2 separate regions of the Rattus norvegicus genome follow, and region 1 is linked to region 2. The links are chromatin contacts, called in public Hi-C maps. All regions are on one chromosome and are shown on one strand. The core of a region is the stretch at or near the end of the contact, and the rest is flanking DNA. Distances in the headings are between cores, read along the strand shown. Region 1 overlaps LOC120098865 (a long non-coding RNA gene). Region 2 holds the start of Marcks (myristoylated alanine rich protein kinase C substrate).

The links. Hi-C and Micro-C count contacts between places; a contact is called where the count stands out from the background.
Region 1: a Hi-C map of Schwann cells shows a contact between it and region 2, with 10 times the contacts expected there. The contact joins the enhancer-like site here to the promoter of Marcks in region 2. A contact is called at or near these places in 3 of 12 Hi-C or Micro-C datasets (Schwann cells, liver and mammary epithelial cells) and 1 of 1 datasets of contacts at active chromatin or transcription factors (oligodendrocytes).

What each region holds. Positions count from the first base shown.
Region 1 is chr20:42,608,612-42,615,416 of GRCr8, forward strand. It overlaps LOC120098865 (a long non-coding RNA gene), which reads right to left. Exons shown (of 4, transcript XR_005497528.2): 1 at 1,047-6,805; 2 at 835-920; 3 at 1-77. Among named protein-coding and RNA genes, the nearest start is that of Trnap-agg35, 130 kb to the left of the region's middle. Within about 2 kb of position 2,195, at least 1 of the 93 cell types and tissues checked has an H3K27ac peak or open chromatin away from gene starts, as enhancers often do. A contact at or near this core is called in Schwann cells, where this site is marked.
Region 2 is chr20:42,244,196-42,251,519 of GRCr8, forward strand. It overlaps Marcks (myristoylated alanine rich protein kinase C substrate), which reads right to left and starts at 1,687. Exons shown (of 2, transcript NM_001271090.3): 1 at 1,204-1,687. The coding sequence starts at 1,305. It overlaps LOC120098996 (a long non-coding RNA gene), which reads left to right and starts at 3,829. Exons shown (of 3, transcript XR_005497830.2): 1 at 3,829-3,957.

The DNA of each region.
Region 1 (6,805 bases), core at 945-3,444, 360 kb after region 2:
TGGGGAACCCATAGTTAATGTCCATTTAATTTTATAGTTTATTTTTGGCTGACAGAGAGACAGTTGCTGGACCATTTCTAAGAACATAGGGATAGACAGAAATAAAGATTGTTAATGGTGGTGTATACATTTAGATCCCTGCATTAGTTAAAGAGGATATGAATGTGGTTCTATTCTACCACTTTAAAGACCACATGTTTTCAATATATAGGGAGATAGGGCCCTTAGCAAGACTAAGCCCATTGAAGGTGCTCACGAGAAGGACAGCTGTCCAGGACAAGTTTGACTATACCCAGTGGCTAGGATTCATTCCCGAAGACATGTAAGGCCTTGGTTGATGAGATTGCCCCTGTACACCCTTACCACAGGCATTTTATTTTATTTTAATGAGGACTATTTATTTGTTTGTTTACTGTATGTCCTGCTATCTTCCTAGTTATAGGGTTCAACTAAAGTCATCAGTTCTGCATGAGTGTATTTCCACCTATTATGTAATCTGACTGCTGGCCCAAAGGTTAAAATTATACATAGAGGAGTGATAGGATGAGACAGAGACACTGGCTGTAAAATTTATTCTAACTTCGTGTGGTTAACGTGAGTGGGGCCAAGGTTAGTTGACTCTGTTGGTGTTCCTGTAGAGTTCCTATCACCTTCTGGGCCTGCAATCCTTCCCCCCAATTTTTCCATAAGAGAACCCATGCTCCATCCACTGTTTGAGTGTGGGTGTTTGCGTCTATCTGAGTCATCTGCTAGGTGAAACCTCTCAGAGGACAGTCATGCTAAACTGCTGTCTGCAAGCATAACAGAGTAATAGTGTCAGGGATTGGTGCTTACCCATAGGATGGGTCTCAAGTTGGGCCTCTTATCGGTTGGTCATTCTCAGTCTCTGCACTATCCCTGTTTCGGCATTTCTTGTTGAACTGTCAACCAAAGTACACACATATGCTGGAGACCTAGATCTCCGAGCAGTTATGTATCAGATGTGCAGCTTGGTCCTCATCCGGGTCCCAAACAACTGGAACAGGGGATATCCCAAAAGCTGTTACCTGTACATGAGCTCTGTTCTTCTAGCTGGGGTGCCTTGTTTGGCCTCGGTGGCAAAGAATGTGCCTAGTTTTGCAGACTTGGATGGAAGGTCCTTGGAGGCCCTCACCTGATCAGAGAAGAGAAGGGGGTGACTGGGAGGGAGACAGTGAGCAGGATAAAAAGTGAATAAGTAAAAAATAAATGATGAGTTAAACAATGAGTAAGGCTGAGAACATTGCCTAAAACACTTTCTGTATATCTATTTGTATGTGTGTATGCTGTGGTTGTTTGACCAATTTCATTGCTATATAGCCTAAGAGTGTTGAGAATTGAGGTCTTAGTTTCTAGGCTTTCAAAATAATCGAGGTGAGCTTGCAAGACTTCTGTAAAATTCTGTGGAAAGGCCAGTGAGTTGCCCAGGGCATGAATCTCCATGGTAGCCAGCAGTCATGCAAGCTCAGCAACAGACCTCCACATAGGAGGAGCCTTTCTGTTGGGAAGTCTGGCAATTTCCAAGCCATCTAAAATGCAAATGGAAAGGTCCACATCCACATAGCAGCTTAATAACAAGGCGCCATGGTAAATGCGAAAACCATCTACGATCATGTTCCCTATGGAGAGAATGGTTTTCCAGCACACAGGATTCTGCTGTATCTGTGAGCCCAGCTTTATCCTAGGGCAAATGGCAGAGAATTTGACCAAATGTGAGCTTTCTGACTGACTGCACAGCAGGCAATTGTGCTACTCCAACATGTGAAGGTTCAGCTTGGCCTCAGTCTGAAGGCTTGAATGGTGACCTCTAGGGTGCTAAACACAAAATAAGCCTCAAGCATGCTAGGCAGCCACTCTACTGACTGGCTATGTTTTCAGGCAACAATACATTTCTTTTTAAACTATTTGTTACATATTAGTACTTTATTCCTTCAAAACTGTAGCCAAAATATCAACTAGGAATTCTGATTTCTTACCTCGCGAATAATTTTGATGAGACAGACTTAGAAAAGACCAGAATGAGAGGTTTTAAGTGGTAAAAATGGGCACAAAGAAGGCCTTAAAAGATCTTGCCTGGGGACAAAAGAGGATTATAAGCAAATAACAGAAGGCATTGTAGGAGGAGCAGATAAAACTAACTGCTCTGTGGGAATAAGGGATTATGAAATCCAATCATGGAGAATCATTTGCAGTTTTCTGTTGTAGTGTGTATGCTGGCAGGAAACAGGCTTATTAGCTGGATCAGGCCTATGTGGGTCTTCTTCATGGCCACAGAGCTGGCTAATGAGCTATATCTGGGCAGTCTGAGTCCACAGTCAAGCGTGTGTTACATCACACCACACTGCCTCTGAGTCCACAGTCAAGCGTGTGTTACATCACACCACACTGTGCCTCTGAAGACAAGCCACACATGTGTAGAATTCAATGAGGACACCAGTGACAAGCAACTCTATGATGAGACGCAGGACACTTGTGCTTCTAGAGGCAGTGCTACCACCAGAGGAACAAAGCAAGATGAGAATTGAAGACCTTTTGAAAATTTGTTTTCTCGGTTCTTGTCACTTCCTATAGACAAACTCATTGTCTCCCACTGACTGACGCTACACCTGACCTACACGAACTTCCTTATGGGAAGGCTTCATGCTTTTTTTCTTTTGAAAAACATGAACACCCATCAGCAATTTTGGCCTAAGCGAAGGCCCCTAAAAGTCTGGAGGAGCAGTGGGAAGTGTGCTTTCTATGCATAACCCTGACAGTGAGGGATGTGCCATTTTCCTGAGGCAGGATGTCTTTCTAACCTTGAACATGAAGCCAGACAACTTTCATGCTCCCATAATCCAATCATGAGATGGGCATGAGGCAAGAACTCAGCCTTCTCAAAGGCAGAAAGATCGGAAAGAAGGAAGATGGGAGATGGCCAGTAAGTCCCAAACTGAACATAACTAACCCATTAGTTCCATAGTCCACCGTCCAGGTCTACTGGAATGGTATTTTATGCCTCTTTGTGCGAGTCTTGTCCTCTAAAATAAAATGTCACACTCAATACTGAACTGTAAGTCGAGTAATGAATTAAGTACATTACTTTAAAATCTTTTTTATTTTCACAATTTATTAACTTGGGAGTCGTCTTTGGAGACCTGAATGACATCTGTCAGGGCCTGAGTTCTCTGTAAGGCAGTAGCCACTTTCCCTTTGCCAGGCCTTCTGGTCCTCCAGGGTTCTGACCTTCTGGTATTCCAGTGAAATCTCAGTTAGCTCACAACAAAGGGGGTGTTTGGGATTGACTTGGGGGGGTACGAGGTCTTCTTGGGGAAGTACATTTCAATTATCACCTTCTAGTCACACCCTTCTTTTTTATTTTTTAACCAGGGTGTGAAATAGAGGGACCTTCAAGATGATTCTCTCTTTAAGATGCATCAGACTATTGCACAGAGAAATCAGTGACCCACAGATGGCCCTTAGTTCCCCTTTTTTTACCCAACAATGTGTTTGTATTTCTGCTCACCCAATACTTTTGACCCTACTCTCAAGAGAAGATATTTTCGCCCTCTTAAGGCAAATCTTTTCTCTATAGCTTCTTAAAATCCTCTAGTCTGTCTACTTGTGACTTAGTTTTTTCTTTACTTCCACTCCCTTATACTTTTCAATCTTAGAGTTCAATATCTTTTTCTATGTAGAAGGCAATGTACTGCACACACACACACACACACACACACACACACACACACATTCTTTCTTTTTTTTTTATTGAAGATTATAGGTGAGTGGGTAGGACAGGGTTTCTCTATGTGTCTAGCCTAGACTCAAACTTGGGAGCCTCTTGCCCCAGCTTTCCAAACTCTGGGTGTACAAGCATGTGCCACTGAACTCAATAAAAGAAATACATTTATTTTTTAAAGTATAATTTATTTGTCCCAGATATTTTTTTTCCTCCATCCTTATGAAGCAAGACCTTTACCTGAACTCTGGTGGAGGTTGAGGGGAAGCACCAGCAGCCCAAATCAATGTGTGGGTACTCAGTTCTTCTGGGCTTCAGGAATTCAATTCCTGACAACGTTCCTATAAATGGCTTCCTATAAACCATTCCTGACACAATGCAACTTGACACAGAGCATGGGAATCACATGAGCATCTAAGACACTTACTTTGGAACACTTACCACAGTGTTCTGAGTAATCAACACCTAATGGTCTTCTCCTTAGGTGGGAATAATTGGTGCAACAATAGGCTGGCCATGGTCTGACCACTGTTCCCCCCACCAATCTTTCTTTCTCTCTCCCTCCTCCTTCTCCTCCTCCTCCTCCTCCTTCTTCTTCTTTCTTCTCTCTCTCTCTCTCCTTTTTACATTCTTTCTCCCCCCTTTTTATGTCATCTTGAAACTAAGACTCAAAAGCAGGCACCGATGATAGATATGTATATATACATATATATATATATATATATGGATATATACACACACACACTCACACACATACCCTTTTTCAATGGGTTCACAAGTGTCTAAACTTGGCATTGCACAAAGCAAACCATTGAAAAAAACAACCCAGTATCTTCTCTTCTTCCACATTCCACATACTTTTACTTCTTGAGCCAAGTGGACCTCTGTGACAGCTTTCTGTGATTCTGGCACCTCAAATTGGCCATTACCTCAAACTCCAAACATGTACGTATACATTATACGCATATACATACACATACACATATATATTACTGCATATTGAAGGGTTTTCCACATGTCAGACAAGTACTTTACTAGAGAACTCAATAAACGTCTATTTCCCCCTATCATGATCTAACTTCACTGTCCAGCTTCTATGTCCATCCTAAATTTTGTCCTATTCATTTTTCTAGAACCCAAACAGGCTGCTGCCCACATATTCCCAGACATTCCTTTAACTGAAGTCACTAAGAAATGCCTTGTAGCTTGATCACACTGTTCAGGCCTCATCTCTCTCTCTCTCTCTCTCTCTCTCTCTCTCTCTCTCTCTCTCTCTCTCTTTCCCAATTTATCCTCTGTGGGTGGGCTTTCCTTATCCTCCCTTGGATGTTGGCTTTTCTGAGTTCTGTTCTCAGGCTATTTTCTTTCTCACTGACTACTTTTCTGGAGTCATCTTAATCTCTCTCATCTCCAGTTCCTGCTTCCCGGTGGAGGGTTTCCCAGATCAGTATCTTTAGCGCCTTGTCTTTTGATCAATCTGTATCCTCACCCCTCATCCAATGGGCCTTTCTCCAGTGAGTTCACAAGCATCTAAATTTGGCAGTGAAAAAAAAATTAACGACGAATAAACAAATAGCCCAGTATCTTCCCCCTCTCCACATCCCACATACTTTACATCTTGAGCCAAGTGGAACCCCACAACAGCTTCCTGTGATTCTGGTACCTCAAACCCCAAACATATCTGGCTTCTATTCCCACTGGTAATTCGTTATTTAGGTGTTTATCATATCTCTCCAGCATGGAGATGATCTAGCCCATTAAAGAACAAAACAAACACAAACTTCAAATCGCCTCAGTTTAATTCACTCCCACACTGATGCTGGAGGGGAATCTCTAAAATGCCGCCCGATTGTTAGATGCAGTTACCAGAGGGCAGCATTTGAAACTCTGTTAAAATGTGCTCTATCCATTTCCAAGCCCTTGCTCCTCCCTTTTCTCCCTCTTCATTTTCTTTCCTCATATTTACTTTGTCTCAAATCATCTTGAGTTACCCCAAACTTACCTTGCTTCTTTTGAGCTTGTAGCCGTCCCCCTACCCTTCCTCCTTGTCTAGATCTCCTTCCTCTTCATGTCTCTCTCCCAAGAAGCACTAGTTAATCCCCACCCCTGGTTATACCCTGCTTTAGAGCTTAGAAGGTATCAGGCCAATTTAGGGTGCTATGGCCATAAACTTCACATCCCCCACAATCCTTACATTGGTCTGGGGGATGGAGGTGCTTATTCATACTCTTCCGGGCACGAGCATTTTGTTCTTACATTCACTAGTGATTTTCTACAGCTTACTAAGGATTCCCTACCTACACATCTCGCTCTTTAAATGGCACAGGAGCTCCTAGAGGCAGTGTTAAAAGAATTACTCTTATTGTCTGCAAAAGACACTAAATATCTAAGTACCATGTCCTGAATCATGTAGTAATGGCTAAATTATATCTGATCACATTAACAAACAAGCAACTGAATGACTTGGAATATTTCTTCTACTTTAAACTGCCAAGCAAAGACATCCCCTCATTCATCGATAAAACACCCTTCCCTATGATTCATGCAAAGCAGGATTCATCTTCTCCATTTTTTCTTATAGTTAAAATTTGTTTTATGCCAACAGATTGCCCCTAGCGTATCGGGATTCATCATTTGTTCTAAGTATTTTCAGAGTATTTCCTCTTTGACACTCAAAGTGTTCTTTTATTATTCACCTGTTGTTTATTTTCATTAACTCCTCACTTCAGCTTTCTCAGAACTCCCTCCCCGTGGCATTAAGAAACCATGACATGCTGATGTTAACTGTCCTCTGATGAGTGCAGGGCACATGCTTACACATAGAGGTAACCAACCTCTATGTGGTTGAGGTTGACCTCTATGAGGTCAACCAAGTGACCAACCTTTAAAGGCATGTATGTATGTCTGTGCTAAAGAGAATGTCTCTTCAGAAGCCAGGCTTTCCAAGTGACCAAGGTGATCTCATTTGAGTCTAGGGACTTTAACATTTAAAATATTAAACCACAGATATTTACATAAAACCTCAGAGAAAATGTAAGACCCAGGATTCTTACTGCTTCATGAACTTGA
Region 2 (7,324 bases), core at 437-2,936:
GCGGGGCCACCCCGCCCTGCCTAGCCGGGCCCTGCCCGCAGGCCGAGGCGCCCCCGAGCCGGGGATCGCGCAGCCCGGGAGTCCGCAAACAAAGCTCAGGTGGCTGCCCCGGGTCGGCCTCTCCGAGGCTCGGCAACCAGCAGCGCTGGGGAAAACCCATTATGTCTGAAGTCTGGCCTCTGCTCCCACGCCCACCTTCGCCCATAATTCTGCAAATCGGGGTGCGCCGGGACAGCTTCTTTTTGCATTTTTAACGGGCTTAAAGCCTCTAGACAGAGCACGTCTTGCCCCAGTAGGTTTAGAGCAGGCCTTTTTTTTTTCCTCCAGGAAAAGAGGCGTGGTGGGTGCCTGGTGTTTGGGAAGCAGCCACCCATGGCCGACCTCTTGAGCCCACCCAACCATGGCTCTCTGCCTGGGTCGCAGCAGCACTAGGGCAATTCTCGAGGGTGGCCGAGGTGCCATTCACAGGAACGGTCCAGACCAAAACACCAAAACTGCTCCCCTCTTGGTAGGCAGGAAAGGGTCTTCAAAAACCTACTGAGTATTCCCACCACACCAGGATAGCATTTAAAAAGTCATATGGGTGTGTAATTACACAGCTACCAAAGGGGGGGGGCATCGGAAAGGCACTTGGAAAAGCTGCCTGTCCAGCTCTAACCAGCCACCTTTCCAAGAAACCCGAGGCATACTGCCTCTGGATACAATAAGACAAGCCTTCTCTCTCTGCTTGGCTTTCTCCACCGCCATCCACGTTGGCTCCCCCCTTCCTACCCACATACACACACGCGCGCGCACACACACAACCACACCAGAAATCTCAAAGACGACCCAATCTCGACAATAAATACGTGAGCCACCCAAACACTGCTGTGGCCCCAAATGCAAATGCAACCTGGAGGGGCGTTGGGGGGGGTGTGCATCTAACTAGTCACGTTCAGCCAATTTCCAAACCACGCCATTTTAGGCGATTTATCACTCTTCCTCCGGTCTACTCAAGAATTCGCCAGGATCCTTAGGAACCACTCCTTTGGTTCTTATGAAAAATTGACAATTTAGGCTATCGTTACCCATTCAACTTTCAGACTAGGATCTGGCCACGCTCCCCTCCCCGGAATGCATCTCGGGCGCGACCAGAGGGAAGGCGAGGCGTCCAGATTAGAGAAAGACACCCAAGAAATGCCCAGAACCACAGGTAGAATTTACCTGCCCATTTGCTTTGGAAGGCGACGAGGCCACAGCCGCCTCCCCGGGCCTCTCAGCGGCGGCTTCTCCCTTCGCTGCGGTCTTGGAGAACTGTGCACCCATGCTGGCTTCTTCAACAAAGAAACTCAACAGATCCAAGAGAGGAAACAAAGAGCCTTGGGTTGGTGTAACGACGGGGCGAGCAGCAGCAGCGGCGGCAGCAGCAACAGCGGCGGCGGCACACACACCGGAGGGAGGGGGTGGGGGTGACGAGGAGGACAGAAGAGACCCGATTAAATACACTCCGGATAAAAAATTTTTAGTCGAAGAGATCAAAAAGCAGCAGCGCAGGAAGGAGGGAAAAAGGTGGAAAAGTCGAGCACAAAAAAGGAGCCCAAGTGTAGTTTTTTAAAAAAAGAAGTAATAAAAAAAAATCCCAGATTTGTAGCCGCACTGTAGACAAGAGGAAAATGGAGAAATCTCCCTGGTTGCTAATAAGATGCGGGGTCCAACGCCCAAGTGCACAGATGAATGGGCTCGCGGGCGCTGACGCGGCCCCCGCGCGCGCTGGCCAATCCGCGCGCCGCACACAAAGCAGGAGGCGGGGCCTGCGCTCCGGGCGAACAATGGAGCCGCGCTTTGCAAACGGTTTGAAAAATCAGCCTCAGACCGAGAATTAATGTCCTCCAAATAAATAAATCAATTAAAAATTACGTGCTTCTCGTCTCCCTCGGCCAGAAAATAATAATGCATTTCTTGATTGGCTTGCTTTGTTTGGAATTAATTAACACGGGAGGGGGTACTTATGGATGGGGGCGGAGAAAGCCTTAACTTGACTCGCATTGACTCTTGCTGGTCTATATCCGCGTCTGTCTCTAGCCACTCTCTCCCCTCCCCCATCTTCTCTGTGTGTTTACGTGTATAAGTGTGTACGCGAGTGTTAAAGACAATGGATAGGATTTGTGTGCTAGCAGCTTTTTTTTTCCCTCCGCGTTTCATAAGGGTTTCACAGTGCGCAAGGATTTTGGGGGTTTTGTTTGTTTTTTTCTTTCTTTAAACTGCTGCAATTGGTAAATCGTCCCACACTGAAAGGTATTTAAACCACGAAGATCGAATTTCACCTAGCGAGATCTCCAGTTGGAATTAGGTCTGTAGGCCAGATGTGGGAAATGCAAAAGCAGCAAACAGCCTAAGCCATGCTTCTTCCTTTCTCCCAGAGGCGTGAAATAAAATATTTTAAAAATGTTCCTTGGAGCGCTTCAAATCGCGTCTCTCCGGCTATTCCAATTAGCGATCACTTTTCTAAAAAACACAGTGAGGACCATTTGCAGAAGATCGAAACTCGCTAGCATGTTACCGCTGTATGAAACGACATAATTAATTTCCCTCTGTGGTAAAACGAGACGGAGCCTTGAGTGTACGAATCCATATTTACAGTTGGGAGACAGCTACTCTCGTCGACATGAGTTGTTTTCCCAGCTTGCTGCCAACAGCGGAGGGACTCTCATTTTGAACTTGTCCGTGCACAGCATCAAGTGTGCTCCAGGAAGAGAGGCAGCAGCGAGGAAAGTCTACTGAGTCCTAGTCTCAGAAGAAATCGCCTGCACTGTTGAGAGACAGCAAGAAAATCCCTGGAGACTCCACGTCTAACCCAGGCTAAGGCTCTACAGCGGTGTGTAGGATATCTCTCTCGTTCACTACAACCCTTACCACCAGACGCTTTTAGTGTGTGAGAGAGCAGGCGTTGATTTAATGTATCTGGAAGGGAGAAGGGATAGAGGACGCAACTTAATACACATTCATCTACCACCCATATTTTCGCTCATGAGAAAATCCAAACCATCTTTCGGCGTTTGCATTTAATGACTGTGCAACGTGAACGATGGAGGCGAGAATCAGTCGAGGGAATGGTTCGTTTCTCTCGGTGTTGGCTCGGAATGGTCAAACAGTTTTATTTTCTGTTCATTGTAGGGAAATAGGTCACACTTTGAGTGAAAAGGACAGTTGGTTCAAGCCAATAACCCTTTGTTCAAGTGCTGTTTGACAGTCACTGAGCAGAACATCGTTGCGTCAAGTTTCATCTCCTGACTGTCCAGTACCTTTAGATACATTATTCAATCCCGAAGTCATATTCCACAGAGCAACTGGAAGGAACATTTCGTCGAAATGCATCTTGCCAACCAACGTGTTAGCACCCGTAAGGAAGCCTGCTGGCCTGGCCCGAGAACCCAGCAGCCAGGATGGACGCGAATCCCTCATTAGCAGTTCCAACTTGAAAAGCCAACTGGGCTGATCCAATACCACCATCCAGGAGATTCCCAAAAGCTCAAAAGGCAATCTGTGCACCCACCCCCACGGGAACCTTGCCCCTTCCTCTGCGTCTCCCTCCGGTTTTAAATTGGTGTGATTGCTAGTTCGCTTTCGGATTTTTTCTCCCAGACATTCGGGGGCTGCTTTTATAGCTCCTTTGTTAACAGGCTGTCGTGCAGCTTTCCCCCCCTTTTCTTTCTCCGATGCCTATTTGCCTGGTATCGGCTCGTCTCCGGGGCAACCGCGGGGAAGATTCGGAGCCCGAGGCGCCGGGAGGGGGAAGGGGCGGAGCCCGGCGGTGTGGGGGCGGGGAGGGGCGCGAGGGGAGGGGTGCAGGGAGTGGGTCAGGAGGAGACCCCAGGACCCACGCCGAGCAGATGGCCGTGTCGAGGCGGAGCCCATGAGCGTCAGGGGAGCGGGGGAGCCAATCCCTCCCTGCAGCAGCGCGGGAGCGAGCCAACGAGAGTAAACACGCGGGCTGTCCCCCTGTGGTCCCTATTTTGCAGCTGAAGACGTGATTTCCTTTGGTTAAGGAAACGCATCGCCAGTGTGGTTGGAAAGCTGGTGGTCCCCGGGAGAGCGGGTGGAGAGGCGGGTTTGGGCCGAGCTCTGAAGTCTCCCTCTCCCCTTCCTCCCTTCCCACCCAGACTCAAGCACCCCCTAAGCCTGGCGGGGGGTGGAAGAGGCGGGTGGATGGGAGAGAGCGGGGCGGGGCTGGGAAAAGGGAAGAGATTGACTCTTGCTATGAACCATAAGGAATGCTAGCAAACTAGTGGAGCTGCTGGTCTTTATGTGCTAGAGTTCCCCCAACAGTTTGGTGGTCTCCCCGTGGAGTTAAGGATTTCGGGGGTGGGGGGAGAATCCAGATGCATTTACATAAGTGAGATTAAAGAATCCAGGACATTAAAAATAGGAAAGTAGAGCCTGGAGCCAACTCGACAGGGGGGAAAAGAGACTTTTATTCTCCATTTGCGCTCTTTATGGAGGGATGTGGTGTGTACAAGCAGACAGTCTTAGTATGCAATCCAGGCTGGCCTCCAACCTTTTGCAGCCCAGGCTGCTCTAGAACTCATGCTCCACAGGGTCAACTTCTTTTTTTTTTTTTTTTTTGTTGTTGTTGTTGTTGTTGTTGTTCTTTTTTTCGGAGCTGGGGACCGAACCCAGGGCTTTGCGCTTCCTAGGTAAGCGCTCTACCACTGAGCTAAATCCCCAGCCCCCAGGGTCAACTTCTTAACTGCTGGCCACTAACAGGGGCGTGCCATTACTGCCTGTGGAACAATAGGTAAAGGGTGCTTGCCCTCAAGTTTGAAAACTTAAGTTCCATCATCCCAAGACCCAGATGGTGTGTAGACAGCACCAATTCCAGAAAAGGTTCCCTGACCTTAATATGCACTGAGGGGACATACCCTCACTGCTGGCATACACTGCAAGAAAAATTAAATGTAACACGATGTAATAATTCGTACACAGTCTTCCTTAAGGGTAAAATCGAGTGTGTTTAAGAGGTCTCAAAGTTATTTTTCCATAAAGCATTAGCATCTAAACTTTAGAGATCATTGTACAATACCTTGAGGGTACGCTTTATGTGAGAACCTTGCCCTGTAGGACAAGAAAGACAAAGACAGTCCCTGATCTCTGGGTGCTTACATTCAGCCAATCAATCTATTGAGCTTGAAGTCTCTCATTTGCCAGGGGAAGACATGAGGCAACCAATAAGGAAGAAGCAGCAAACCTCAGTACTTCCAACATGGCGAAAGGGAATCGTCACAAACACGTAAAAATGTGAGGTTAAATCGCTATGCTGCGAGGGAGAACCCAAGGCGTGCTAAGAAAGTATAATACAGACAGAAGAGTTAAAGAGCCTTCCGAATGTGGCATTGAAGTGGATGCCTAAAGAGGAAACAGGATTGAGCTAGGGAAAGAGGCAAAGAGAGAGATGCAGAGGTGCGAATAACCCCTGAGGAGAGGGGAGAGAAGAGTTTGTGGTAAGAGATGGATGGGAGGTGCACACCGATGCATCTAAGATGCACCACAGCAGAAATCAGAGGTCAGGATGGTTTAAAATGTCAGTGTAAGAAGAGCACTGTCCCTGCCAGCACGAGTTCAAATTCTAAACACTAAAAAGTCAGCCCAGGTGCTCCAGTAAGCCCAGTGCGGGGGGGGGGGGGGGGGGGATCTCAGGGACTTCCTGGCTGCCAGCCTAGCTCCGGGTTTAGTGAGAGAGTAATAGGCACCTGATTATAGAGAGAATATCTTGTGCATTGTATGGATATACCACCGTCAATTAAAAAGCCTCTGGTTTAGGCAGGAAATGGGTGGCGGGACCCCTGGGAGGCAGGAAGAATTCTGGGATAGGGCCAGGTGCTGGAGATTCACCTGGGAAGATTGGAAGTGAGGGGACACAGTGTACCTGAGCTCAGGAAACCAGCCCTATGGGAGAATGTAGATTAGAATACATGAGTTATGTTTAGTTATGATCTAATCAGAAAAGAGCTTAGCATTATGGCCAAGGTATTTGTAAATATATTTTGAGTCTGAGTCTTATTTCTGGGAATAGGGGGCTGGGAGGAAGAACCAGGCCCAACTTCTATATCTGATAACTCCTCTGAGATTTACTCATTTATGCACATGAGCATGGGCCTTCTGTATACCAGTGCATATACCACACTCACCCATGTATACAGCACTACACACGCACACGTGTACACACACACACACACACTTGTTTATAAAAGCATGGGATAGTAAGAATTCTAAGTGCAAATATTTTCAGAATCCAGGTCATAAGAATATGCAACAGATAGCAGGTAGGGTCCAAAAATCATGCTGAGTGACTTCTACTATAAAAGGATGAGCAGAAGAAGAGAGACCAAAGGAGACTGAAAAGAAACTCTGCCAAATGCTAGAGGTAATCAAGTAAAAGAAAGATAGACATTATTGTGTTTTTCCTTTTCTTTTTCCAAATGAAGCCTTACTCTGTAGTCCAGGCTGTCCTCGAACTCACTGTGTAGGTCAATGTGTCCTTGTGTTCTCAGCAATCTTCTTACCTCTGCTTGAAATGCTGGAATCACAGGCATAAACTACCATATCCAAACTTCTAGAACAGTTTTTGGAGTATGCTGAGAAAGGACGTGTGTTTAGTGTAAATGGAATACACTGTTTTTTTTTTTTTTTAACGCTTGATAGAGCAAAGAGTTCAGAGGGACAGGGCAAATTTTGTTTGTTGCCTTGAATAAAGATATTAGAGCATGTTTGATGGACTGGAAATGATTTCAGAAGAAAGGAAAATGTTATAAAGACAAGGGAGGAAAGACCGTGGACGGGGCTGAGGAGATGGCACAGTTGGTACAGTGCCAACCCAGAAAGGAAAAACCAGTGTTCAGATCTCTAGTGCTCATGTAAATTCCCTGCACACATCTCTTCCTCAGTGCTGGGGGCAGGAAGGGAGAGAAAGGCGATCTCCTGTAACACATTGGCCAGTCTGTCTAGACAATCATAGATCTCCAGTTTCAGTGGGCAACACTGTTTCAAAAAAATAAGAGAGGGAACCGGTCAAGGAAGACAACGTCAACCTCTGATCTGCACATGCAGGCATACACCTATAGGAACATGTGCATTCCCCACGAATATGCACCCTGCAAAAATGGGCTAATGATATTCTTGAAAGGGTAAGAGGGGGAGAAGACATACATACATATGTATATTAAACTAAATGTATATCTTGTTGCGACTTGTTCACAAGAGTTCAAGCAGTCTTGAGCTCTTAGCCGAGGATACCCTTTAACTATTGATCCTTCTGCCTCACTCCCTACGTGCTGGGATCAAAGACATG